2 separate regions of the Urocitellus parryii genome follow, and region 2 is linked to region 1. Evidence: chromatin contacts called from public Hi-C data. All regions are on one chromosome and are shown on one strand. Each heading gives the region's core, a stretch centred on a gene start, on an enhancer-like site or on the middle of the called end of the contact. The rest is flanking DNA. Distances are from core to core; before and after follow the strand shown.

Evidence for each region. Hi-C and Micro-C count contacts between places; a contact is called where the count stands out from the background.
Region 2: a Hi-C map of muscle shows a contact between it and region 1, with 5 times the contacts expected there. The contact joins the promoter of Fam185a here to the promoter of Armc10 in region 1. A contact is called at or near these places in 2 of 2 Hi-C or Micro-C datasets (liver and muscle).

What each region holds. Positions count from the first base shown.
Region 1 is chr3:58,345,986-58,348,685 of mUroPar1.hap1, forward strand. It overlaps Armc10 (armadillo repeat containing 10), which reads right to left and starts at 1,451. Exons shown (of 6, transcript XM_026384959.2): 1 at 1,115-1,451. The coding sequence starts at 1,253. Fbxl13 (F-box and leucine rich repeat protein 13) reads left to right here and starts at 1,744. Exons shown (of 21, transcript XM_026384982.1): 1 at 1,744-1,818. The coding sequence starts at 1,744.
Region 2 is chr3:58,616,834-58,619,533 of mUroPar1.hap1, forward strand. Fam185a (family with sequence similarity 185 member A) reads right to left here and starts at 1,257. Exons shown (of 8, transcript XM_026384969.2): 1 at 587-1,257. The coding sequence starts at 1,031.

The sequences.
Region 1 (2,700 bases), core at 201-2,700:
CTCAGTTCTGTGAGGCGATCTTAGCTTAGGCACCTGCTTCCATTTTTTAACTACCTGCTTATCACAAAGGTCCCCCCCTTTCTGGATCAAGGCAACTAGTTAACACACATAACCACCCTATTTATCAATGAATCTGTGATGTAAAAACAAACAGTGCTGTCAAGTTTTCTTTCTTAAGGACAAGCTATTATTTATCTTGAGTTGTATATGGCCCGTTATAGAGGTGAGCCTTCTGTTTTGGAATTCCATTAGTAGACTGCCTGTGATGTTCGAGGCAATATGTCTTAATGCTTACTCAATAATAAAGCTGTTTGGTTCATTACATCTGCGGAAGAGTTTCTTGGTTGGCAGATTTTAATTATTTTCCGAAAGTTTCCATGATCTGGACCAAGAGCAGGCTGTTAGAATTCTGAATGTACGGATTTAATCAACTTTTAGACAGAAACCTCATCATGGACTTGTCTGCTGGGGGAGTGTGCCTCGTGCTGACAATTATTCCAATAACCAATACACACCCCCATTCCCAAATTGCGAGACGGCGGATCATCTTGACAGTAAGCACTTTACATATTTTACTTCATTTAATCCTCAAGCAACTCTAGAAAGAAGAGTTGTGTGCTGGGCCAAGTGAGGGCAGAACTGCCCCTTTGGTGTTGATTCTATCAGGCAGCTGCAAACTTCCCTCTAGGGCTCCAGGGCCCCAACACCCCTCCCTCGATCGGGGTCTGCCTTTGGTAACCCAAAGGCCCAGAATAAGCTTTAAAATGACAGGCAAAGCAACGCACAGGTTGCTTTGAAACCTCTCCTGATTTTCTGAGAAACCTGGTCTTCTGCTATGTCGCCGATCGCAAGTACAAAAGTTTGGGCAAATTTTCCAACTCCAGATTTTGAACAAAGAAGTGGAAGCTGGGAAGCCCAGGTGGCAGGGCGGATCGTCTCTCGGGCTTCGGGACCCCGCGCATTTCACTAGCCACTCCTCTCTCTCTAGCTCGGCCCTTTCTTTTACTCCAAGGACCGGGAAACCACACAAGTCGTGGAGTCCTCGCCTCCATCCTGGCCCGGGATGGCCCCTGTACCGTTACCCAACCATCTGCAGGGCACCCCGCGACCTCACCTGCGGACCGCGAAGGGCGAAGCCGGCGCCCACCGCTACCCCGCTGCTGGCCCCGGGTCAGTCTGTAAACGCAGTAGCAGGCGCCGGCGCCCAAGACCAGGCCTGCCGCAACCCAGCCCACGTCCCGCGCGCCGCCCATGCTGCGGCCGGGCCCGGACAGGCTGCTCAAGGGGGTCGACGTGGGGTCTCCAAAGCACTGAGGCTCAGCAGCGAGAAAGAAAATGGGTGCCTGAGCTCCGCCTCCCGGAAATGGCACTGTTAAATCGTAAACCCTCCCACTCGACCCCGCTGGTCCCCGGAGCTTCCACCAGGCGGGGCGGGGAGCTGACTCCTGGAGAAGCTGCGTCGCTGCGTCCGGGTGACACTTACTGGGGCTCATTCCCTAGTTCAGCCCGCTGGGCAGGAGGCCCGCCCCCTTAGACCCGCCCCTCTCACCGCCCCCCCTCACCGCCCCGCCTTTCACTGCCCCCCCCGCCCCTGGTGGGGACGCGGGCTGCGCGCGACTCCGCAACCAGCCCAGTGGTTGCCGGGCAACGCATGGTCGCAGCGAGTCAGCGTTCCCTGAGCAGCTCGGAGGCGCGGGGCGCTGTGGGGAGACAGAGCGTAGCCTCTCTGCCCGGCCTCTGACCATGTCCTCTCTACGCACTGCCAGCCCCAGGCTGAGGAGCTACTTCAAGGAAAACTACATTCCTCAGATCTGCGAGGTACTGCAGCCACTGGACTGCGGACCCGGGTCCGGCGTGGGGAGGTGGAAAGGGGAGGAGTCAGGGAAGACTTCCTCCAATAGGGGCTGGGAGGAGTGGCGGGAAGGAGCCGCGGAATTGGAGAGGGGGAAGTCAAATTTAGGTAAATTGGTCTGGACCCAAGGTATTGATCAAAGGCGGTAGGGTAGTAATGGCTGAAGATAAGGAGTGGGGTGGAGATAGTGGGTGACATCTCCCAGGGCCCAGGGCGGAAACCCCAAACTCCAACTTTTAAGGTTTGAACAAGAGCCTAAGGGACAGGAGAAGGAATGAAAAAAAAAAAGCCAGAGACCAGAGGAAAATCAGGAAAGTGTGTTAAGAAGGAGGGAGTGGGCCGTGATCACCTAGGGGGTTCTGGGGTTGTCTCAGAATGAGCCTGTGGAGAAGGATGCTCACAATCAGGATTGCCTTTGAACAGGAGGGACTACCCCCCCCCCCCCCGCCCCAGCATTTAAACTGATGGGTAGGAGGATAGTATGAGGGTGAATAGAAGATTTTGTACCCTTAGGGACAGAAAGCAGAGAAAGTTCTTTGGCGACTTAATTTTCACTGCAAATTGCTGGTGAAATACTTGTCAAGAAGGTATATGTTTGGATAGGGATGGGGGAGGAGTGCAGGAGGAGATTTGAGCAAAGTAACAGTGGAGAATGAGGGAGAGAGATACCTAAGGAAGGAAAGAGAAGAGCCCAACTGAGGGTAGTTGACTTTCTTGTGTGGTTGGGAGGGCCATTTGTTACAGCCCTCTTCCTTGTTGAAAGGTAACTTAGGAGTACTTATTAAAATGTTAAGTACAAGTGTACCCCATTGCCTAAGTTGATTTTTTTTTCTGAGGAATCCTTCACC
Region 2 (2,700 bases), core at 7-2,506, 270 kb after region 1:
CTAGGAAATATATGATGCAGGCATTATTTCTGAAGTTTCTCAGGCAATCTTACTATGTGTTTTTCTTTAAAGCTTGCTACTCCTGGAGAACTTTGGCCAAAAAGATCCAGAGACATCAGTTAGAAGCTAGGTGTCTCTCTGAAACCAGATACTTGCTCCAGGTTAGGTATGGAACAGCCCATAGATAAGAAGTTGTGTGGGGACCGCAAGGAGAGAAGGATAAGCAGGGGGAAAGATAGATGGGTTGCCAAACCATTGAATGGATTATCAATAAACCTCAACCCCCCAAAGTAAAACAGTTTGTTAATGACAATGTGACAAACGAAAACATATGGGTCTCCACAAATATTATTTGGGATTATTCCAAAACATGTTTGCATTCGATTTATTTATTTATTTTTTACTTCATTAGGAACCTAATTCTTAAATACTTCTCAGAACTCAGTAGTGCAGAAGAAAAGGGGCCAACTGTAAATTAGGTTAGAAAGTCAAGTTCAAAGAGGCAAATAAAAATGCACGTTCACCTAACTTGGTCTAATTTAAGAAGGTCACTGTGTTTGTGCTCTGGGGCCCAAACTTCACTTGCCAAACTTCAGGGGTGCGTTCACCTCCACCGACGCCTGGGGGTCCACGGTGTCAGACAGGATGGCCACCTCCTGCAGGGCCTCGTCGTACTTCACCTGCAGGTCATTCAGGCCCAGGATTCCGCCCTCCACGCCGCACACCGCGACCAGCAGGCGGTTGCCATCGGGGTAGGTGAGGGGGTCCAGGGGCCTCACAGACAGGTGGCAAGGGAGCCGCACCCGCAGCCGACCAAATGGGCTAACCAGCAGCGTCCACTCCTTCAGAGTCCGGCGCGCTGGGCCAGGCAGAGAGGCCTCGGGTTCGGATCCCAGCCGCCGCTCGCCACCAGCTGAGCAGTACAGCCTGGCCTGGCAGGCCCTTAGGGTCCAGAGCCTAGCACCGGCCCACACTCGGAGCTGACCAAGCGTGAGGCAACCAAGTCCCCAGCCGGAGCTGGAGGCGAACATGACTCGCCGCTCTCTCGCCCTCCCTAGGAACACCTCAACCACACCCGCGGCGTCCCTTGCCAGGGCCAATCGACTTAAGCACGGAGCTCCTACTAGTCAAAAAGGAAGATTTGCTGAAGCTAGAACAAGCCCATTCACTTAACTAGGCGATTTAGATTTTATCGGCAGGGCAATAGTAAACCGGAATTTGAAAGCTGTAAATACAAATTTCAGAGGCACACTCCTAGCTTACTTCCGCCCCTTTCGCGAAGGCCAACGGGATAGGTAGTTCTGAAAAAGCCAGACGTCAAGACGTTCTGGCGGTTTAAAAACTACATATCCCAGGAGGCAATGCGTGGGAGAGTACGAGTCCTGGGCTGGAGTGTTGGCCTCTTCTGAGAACGGCGCGCGGCCTGTAAGTCAAACCCATTGGCCATTGGAGGGATGGGCGGGGGGCGGGGGGAGGGGGGTAAATCTACATGAGAATCCTGCTGGCCAATGGAAAGAGTGGGAGGGGTAAGGTTAAAGCTGCGTGGTCACCTTGGAGACCAAGGACGCGACTTCTCCTCAGGAGAGGGCGGAGCTTTGGAGTGAAATCCAGGAGGTCAAACCCCCAAAAGAAAACTAGGAGCCTAAATAAGGATCAGGACCAAGGGAAGGGGTAAGAAACTGCTCTTTCTAAAAGACGAGAATTAGGTGCAAAATAGAAGTCCCCTCTGGGTGGCTAAACCAAGCTTCGCTAAACTAGTATGTGTGTGTGGAGGCGAGGTGGGGGGGGGGGGGGCAGGGTCCCCCTGGGATGGAGAATCCTGTGTCAAGAAATAGAGTAACATTGGTGCCTTTTAAGGAAACTCCTTCTTCTGTGGCAAAGAGAGTATAGGAATAGCGTTAGAGTCCTGGCTCTCCCTAATGTAAGTGACCTTACTCCAATCATTGGATGTCTTTGGGGTTCAAATAAAATGCTCGCTTTTCAAATAAGGACAATGATATCTTCCTTGCCTTACTTCAGAGGATCAAATGAGATAAAGAATGGCAATAATGCACAGTCTACAAATTGCAATGTAGGTTCTGTATTTTTATTTTAGGGACAACATTGATTCTAACCAAGACAGTTTTGAGAGATCAGAACTTATTTTGAGAACAGCATTGATCTCTTGGATTACAAATTATTCTCGGTTTGAGGTCAAAAATAAAATATTAAAAAGGAGAGGGTCAACCAGATTTGGTGGAAAAAGCGTAAATCTAAGGGTCAGATTATTTTCCTGGCTCTGCCATTGGTTTATCTGCATCACATGGTCCTGTTTCTTCTATGTTAAGATAAAGATGGATTGTACTAAGTGACTCTATAAGGTCTCTCTTGCTTTTCTATTTTATTATTTTATGAAGGTAAAAAAAAGAGGGTGGGGGGTGAGAGACTTATTTCCTTCTTATCTGCCTGATCTCTCTTCTTTCTCTGACTCTCTCTCCTTCTACAAATCATCCCATAAATTCCTTAGCCAAGACACCAACAAACAATAAAGTTTAATGAAACACAAGTACTGAAAATGAATGCCTTCAAAAATTGTAGCCCTTACCCAAGTGCAGTGACCAGAGTTCTTGGGAGCTATGGTGGTAGAGTGGAAAGAGAGACTGGATTAAAGTTCTCCTAAGTCCTAGTTACAGGTTCTTTGCTGGTAACACCTTTTTAAAA